Linked DNA regions of Triticum aestivum: region 2 is linked to region 1. Evidence: chromatin contacts called from public Hi-C data. All regions are on one chromosome and are shown on one strand. Each heading gives the region's core, a stretch centred on a gene start, on an enhancer-like site or on the middle of the called end of the contact. The rest is flanking DNA. Distances are from core to core; before and after follow the strand shown.

Evidence for each region. Hi-C and Micro-C count contacts between places; a contact is called where the count stands out from the background.
Region 2: a Hi-C map of leaf shows a contact between it and region 1, with 4 times the contacts expected there. The contact joins the promoter of LOC123107062 here to the promoter of LOC123103772 in region 1. A contact is called at or near these places in 1 of 5 Hi-C or Micro-C datasets (leaf) and 1 of 1 datasets of contacts at active chromatin or transcription factors (leaf).

Annotation. Positions count from the first base shown.
Region 1 is chr5A:428,447,107-428,450,635 of IWGSC CS RefSeq v2.1, forward strand. It overlaps LOC123103772 (dormancy-associated protein homolog 3), which reads right to left and starts at 1,912. Exons shown (of 4, transcript XM_044525455.1): 1 at 1,831-1,912; 2 at 1,398-1,703; 3 at 1,175-1,289; 4 at 521-1,028. The coding sequence starts at 1,680. The coding sequence ends at 1,001.
Region 2 is chr5A:428,603,620-428,607,148 of IWGSC CS RefSeq v2.1, forward strand. It overlaps LOC123107062, which reads right to left and starts at 1,810. Exons shown (of 1, transcript XM_044529069.1): 1 at 1,076-1,810. The coding sequence starts at 1,578. The coding sequence ends at 1,156.

The sequences.
Region 1 (3,529 bases), core at 662-3,161:
TGTTGTCATGATCTATTTTCTATTTATTCGGATTAAATCTCATAGTAATTTGCTTATTTTTCCAGCAGGATCTGTTTAGAACACATTTAGATGTGACATAATTATGTCACATCTAAACTGATGTCCACTTTACATGTGGTCTATTTTTTTGTTTCTTATTGCTGTATTATATATTTGTGAGAGTTTAAATGCGACATCCTTAAAAAACATCTGAACGTGAACTAGACAAACTGTTTAGAAAGACCATGCTGCTGAACTAGGCCTTATTAGCCATGCATTAAACTCGTCAGGCTCCGTCATGACCGGCCTTCCTTGAAAACCTTCACCAAAGCGCTCAACGATCCATAAATATCCTAGCTCTCGTCGGCAAATGAGGTGCGCCGTGCCGTGCCGTCAGTATCACGGGCAAGTACCCCCTCCGATCTGTCAAAACGTCAAGAGGCCCGTCCTTTTGACCCTAACCGTACAGAGAAGACCGAGCACAGATAACCTTCACATCGATCTGACACCACCCTCGAACTCGAATCAAATTATTGGTGCCATTTCTTGAACTAGCTAAACCAACTAGGGAGGATGCCTGACATATTGCAGACAGTATTTTACACTGCATGCATTAGCACATGCTGCCCGCGGGCCTTGTACAGAGCAAGCAGCAGGGGATCCCCTCTCATCTACACCTACTGGTAGGATTTACACACACGCTTCACACCGGTCTCATTCGCCTCAGGTCGTTGCACGTCGCCGGTTGCCTACTACCAAGTTTTCCTTGAGCTACGACTTAGAAACATCTACACGGTGGCACATCCTTGGCTACGAAAACTAGCACCATCTCACGTGGAGTGGATGTTTACAACGGAAGTAGTACTAGTAGTAGTACATATAACTGATACAGTAACATATACTGGGGCAGGGTTCCATGATCTTCCGGTCATAGTTTGCAGCTACTCTCATTGTGCTCGTGCGCTTCTCCGTCTTGGTGGATCCGCTTCTGTTTTCACGGTTAGCGGTCCAGCGAACTGATCACCACCCTGCCAGATACACGGTTCAGAGGCATCAGATCTATGGCTACTGTACTGGATAGAGTCATGGTGGTTGGATCTAGCATTTGGGTTCATGATGTGGTGCACTTTAAAACAGGAGGGGATATTCGGTTTGAACTTTGAAGCCAACGCACCAGTCGTAGACGGTGGGGCTCCTGGGGGTGCCCGGGCTAGCCTCTATGCCGTCGGCGGCCATCCTGCCTTTGCGGCGCAGCTTGCTCCAGCCACTCTCTCCCCTGGGCGTCGTTGCTGCAGTCGCAAGCAAGCAAGCATGTCAGCCACAACACATCACGCCGGCCTCGAATGTAAAGTTAAGAAAAAAAAATTAGGAGGCAAAGGTGTAGGTAGATAAGATACCTGTGCCGAAGGGGGAGTCGGGGACGCTGGCCGGGGACGAGGGCGCGGAGCCGGAGCCGGACTCGCTGCGCGGCGACGTCACGGACAGGGCCGGCGGGCGGAGGATGGTGATGCTCCGCGTCACCGCCGGCGCCGCCACGTCGGCCGACGGCACGGCAGCGGCGGTCGTACCGGCCGCCGCGGAGGACGGGGAGAAGGAGGCGTACTTGCGGAGCCTGCCGAGGCCGTGGTCCGGCCGCGGCCCGGCCACTGTGTCGTCCCACAGCTGGTCAAGAAGCCCCATGGAGCACGACGATCCAACCAAACCTGCGCGTACGTGGTAGATCAGGAGCCACGTTCATACAATCATCATCCTCATCTCCTCCTCCGGTGAATCTGTTCTTGCCTCGCGTGTTCTTGGCCGAGAGAGGGAGGGGATGGAGCTGGTTATTACCTTGGGTGTCGAGGGGTGTGTGTGCCGCAGGCGAGGCGCAGTGGATCGTTCCTTCTTTGTTGGAGGGAGGGAGCGGGTGGAGTTTTATAGATGAGGCCGAGGGGTGGTGGGGAGCGGACGTAGGCGAGATATTTGGGGGGCGTACGCAACTCTTTCTGTTTCCGGGCTCCGCCTTGCGCGGTCGGCTCGGCTCCTGCGGCCCAGCGTAGCCGACGCAGTTTTTAGCCGTCCGAAATTAGGAAACGGATAGGGTGGAAGTGGATAAAATGGGTGGTGTGGTGTTATTTTCGGGATCTTCGTCGGTAATCGCGGGTGATGAGTCAAACAAACCGGATAGGGTTGTTATATCGGATAAAAGCAGTTTGGGATGCGGATTCCCGCTAGTGTCGGAGTACTGAATCGGCTCAACGTGGAAAATGGATCTTGAGGTGTCAAGGACATGTACAATGGTGTCAGCTACTAAATGTGGCATACTCAGAAAACCTAGAAAAATATTGTCTTTTTTTAATGACCCAATAGTTGGCAACATTTTTGCTTGCAGTTTCTCCAGAGACGCATTGCATTTTCTTCAGATAAGCATGGCAGCTTATGAGAAGATGTAACTTTTGAGGCAAAAACGAGCAGACATTGTCATCGTTTGATATCGCGTTGTAACCAAAACAGGCGGCGAAATGCCTTCGTACTGCCTTTTAGTTAAGAGATGATTTTTCTTATACTATCTTTCACCATATATCTTTACCTACTAATAAAGCACGCATTGCTTCCGTCAAGTTCATCATCACGTAATTTTGCATAAAAACCCATGTGGTTTTTTTATTCAACCCACGATACTACTTTTTATAGAAAAAAAGTTCAACCAAGAAATATATTTGCTGTTGTGAAGGATCGAACACAGAGCCTCGAGTGCTCCTACCAAAGGGCATGACCAATTGAGCTAGCACTCCCTTACGTAAAACAAGAGGGTTTTACGTTTCACCTTTAATCAATATACTATCGCCTCACAGCTAGCAACCCCAAAGAAGTAAGGCGGCCCATCTAAGAGGGCGAAACAATTGCTGACCTGCCCTATGGCCTAATTAAACTGGCCCACATAAGACCAGGCCAACAAAAAAAAAATTGCTGGTTTTGGGAATTGAACACAGGACCTCCCCATAGACTATACATTGCCTTAGCCAATTGAACTAGCTCAAAGTTTCAAAGAAATTAGGTTGCTTCAGCTATTAAATAGTACCACCTCGCCCGCTTACACGATATCATCCCAATTTATATACGTCGTTGATCTTTCTGTGTATCAAGGGGGACTTGACAAGAAATAAGAGTATTTCAATCGACATGCAAAGATATAAGGAAATAAAAGGAATTTGAGTCTATGTGACAGAAAAAATAAGGAAAGATGATTTGATACTAGTGAAGATGATTTGCTTGGAGAGGATATGGACACTGGCAATAGCAATCAAGCTGCCAAGGACAAAACTAATACTGCTGGTCATAGTGGCGCTGTTCATAAGTGTTCCACCCCTGCCTCTGTTGCCAATGACTCTGATATGGTCTCCTCCAAGCTACTAGGTGCCCCCATGACCAAAAGCTACTTGGAGGTGGTGAAGAAGAACCAAAATGTTAACTTGGGTGGCCCCCTTCTGGAGAGATTTGAAGCTGCTGCTGTTGGATCTATTCCTAAGATTCAGAAGAAAACAAGCAC
Region 2 (3,529 bases), core at 560-3,059, 160 kb after region 1:
ACTGCAAAGGAAAACTTCTCACTCGGCCCTGGTTAGGTCTTATGCGGACAAAACGCGCCCTCATACTCCCGATCGCTGTTGCTTATCGCCATGCGTGGTGCTCTAGCTCTATGGCCATGTCAATCCTTGTTCGGAAACCTTTGCACTAGTAAATGGATGATTCACGATGGTCTCGTACTTTCTGTCCAGCGTGCTAAACCATAACAAAAGAAGTAAAAAAAACGTTTGAAAATGTTTTGGTAATGGAACCTACTCCGATCAGTGCTCATGGCGTTAATTGATTGATTAATGCTCATGGCCATGACTGCAAAGAAAGGGCAAATCGGAGCCGAGAGATTTAGATCGACTTATTAATTTCCACTGCCGGAATCAGAAAAGAGAGGAAAAGGGTACGGTTATAGTATTGAAAAATAGACAGTCACGAGCAGATCTCTGAACCTACGTGTGTTCTAAGTGGAGACTCGATGTTCCCCGCTGAGTTTTTTTTTTTTTTTGGTGAGATTAAAAAGAAAACCTCGGCTCCACTGAGTTACCACTTGCTCCACTGAAGGAAGTAACATCAATCGCGTTCGGATCAGGTAAAGTTCCGGCAAAGTCAGCATTGTCCAAAAAACTCGGGAAAAGAGAAATACTGAATTCGACCATGTACCGACAGCTTAGGATTCAGGGACACTGCTTTTCACCCCGTTTCTTCATATTCCTGGATCCATTATCCACTGGTCAGTTTCATAGCAGTAACTAAGGATTTACTCTAGATCATATATTTCACCTTCAACCTCAGCTAGGAGGATTTTCTTTTCTTTTCCTTTGTTTTTGTCGATGTAAACTGCGCCCTTCCCTTTAAGAGCAGGCCGTGGCCGATCTGAAGTGGATGTGTCTTTGCCACGCTTTTGCGCTGGCGCTGCGTCTTCCCGTTCTTTTTCTCCGTGACGATAACCCTGTCATTTTCACGTAGAGAAAAGTACGCCCGCAGTGAGTCAGCGACCGCGACTCGTGCGATGGAGGAGATGTCCATTTTATACGTCTTGCATACGTGCTCCGATTGAACTTTTTAAAGGAACCGAATTGGACTTTGTACCACGTAGCCGATTTTATTTCAGATGATCTTATAATTACATCTCGTTTTCTCAACTTCGGTTACAACCGGAGATTAGGCTAGTAGTACGACCGCTCCCCGGGGCTGGGAGCCACGGCGAGGCCGCAGACGTTACCGAGGATGGTCGGGTAGATATCGGCGAACGGGGAGCCGGAGAACGCCGCGCGGTAGCACCCGGCGCCGGCCGTCTCCAGCGCGCGGCAGCAGAGGTCGCTGCCGCGCACGCCGAAGAAGGACCTGACGATGTCGTCCGTGCAGCTCTCCGCCACCACCCGCGACGCCGCCTCCGCGCTCCCGCTGCAGCCAACGGCGGACGGCGCCTCCGCGATCTCTGCCGCGGCGGTGGCCGGCGACGAGGTCGACGTTAGCAGCAGCAGGACCAGTGTGACGAACAGTGGAGGGAATGGCCGGGACATGTTTGATTCAGGTTCTTGCGAGCTGTGACTGATGTGCTGCAAATAGAATGACTGGGAGCTGGCCATGAATTTATGGTTGAGCGATGTGCGGTTGTCTCCTCCGTTTCTTAGTTTCGAATCAGCAACGCGCGTTTTGCTGATCCGTAAGCTGCACCGGAGTTTGTATCCACGCGTTTTTTATTTCTTACATTAGTGAAAACGTTTGTATTCACGCGCAGGCGGTGACAGTTATGCTTGCATGGCCCACACGGATTTTCTCCCGATGCTCCAGACTACACGGAACGTCGGGAACTTTGAGAACTGCCTAATGAATAGAACCAACAGGCTTTATTTGGGCCGGTTTAGCGTCTAGAAAGTTTTCAGATCCTCAAAGAAAGTTCTTCATGGGCCAACCTATATTAAATTTTACCCCTTCAATTCTTAAGAGTTGTCTTTGCGGGGGAAAAACTCTTAAGATTATTCTTTCTGGTAAAAAGAAAGAGCTTTGCAAAAAAACTATTATTATTTATTATAAAGAGGGCATCAATCCTTCAAGAAATTCGTAGGTACAGCTGTACACATGTAGGACCGGCCACTCCAGTATGGGCGCATGACTAAACTGGAGGCAACATTATTCCAGCCTCAAAGTCATGATGGAATTGGAAGCACCCGAACTAGCTTAGGTGATCTGTTTTCTTTTTGACGTAGTACCACACGGCTAGCTTTCAAACAAGCTAGCCTAGCCTAGAAGATACGATACCAGACTAACCAAAAGACCATCATATATCCTCCCTCCGTTTCAAAATAGATAACCCAACTTTGTATTAAAGTTAGCTGGAATGAAGGGAGTAGTAATTACATGCATCCAGCTGCCGGAATCCAATCCCTGTGCCGTGCAATCATAAGGCTATGGCCTATGGGACACACACACACACACACACGCCCTACAAAAACAGCAGTGGTTTAATGCCACAGGCCCGGCGCCCATCCCGGACGAAACACGGGAACACGCTAAACGCCTCCGGCCGGCCGAACGAACCGCGCCGGCGAACCATTCACCACGACACGAACGAAGCATGAATAGAGAAATTTTTTGACCGCCGGCAGTTAAGAGGGAGCTGCCACCGACCTGTGCAGTGCAGGTCACATGGCACCACGGCTTTTCCCGTACCCTAATTTAGTTTGCAAGGTGAGCTTTGCGCGTCACTGCATGCATGCAACATGTCGAGGTCTCGTCTTGTGCGGTGCGGTACCTTGGAGAAGCCGGAAGCGCGCCGCGCGCTTTTGCGTACGCTTCCCGTGTGGGGTGGGTTGGCCCGTCGGTACTCAGTGGTCATGTGCCTGCACGTTGCCGAGACCGGCTTTCCAAGCGATCGATGCCCTGGCTGGCTGGCCTTGTCTCAGAATCCATCCTCTAGCATGATTGATCTGTGCTAACGTACAGTACGTACACAAGTCCAGGCCACGTATGCGAGTCGTATATAGTAATTAAATCGGATCAAGCAAAGTGGCATGGAGTAAGTTTCATTTTGTTACGTGACCACGAGGGTAGCTGCATATTTAAAGGTTGAGAACGGGGATGTGTTAACGGTTGTGTGGTTCGTTAAACAATCTGGAGTAGACTACATTTTCCCTCGTTCAGATGCAGTGCATGCATGAAAAGTTTGGACACGTACGCAAAGGTACCGCTCTGCCACCGGGTCATTAGTTATTGTTTAGCGCTTAAGAATTGTCCTGATCGAGATGTCTGTGCGGTGCAGGGGTGCAGTACTCAGTGTTTTCCGGCGCCCTGTTTCGGCGTGTCGGCTTACAGGAAAGGGGAGCTCGATCACAGAGAAAATGGGCGTATGTACATGCTCGGTGTATTTTACTCTACTTTCTCCCCGGGACAGATCAGAGATGCACCGGCGTAATCTGTAATCATGATCTAACCTGGCATCCAGCGAGCAATCATGCAGTGTAGGCGTCTTCTCCTGTAAATCATAGATAGTCCCCCCTCACCCTTTACCTGCCTCCTTACGCTCCCCGCCGCCACACG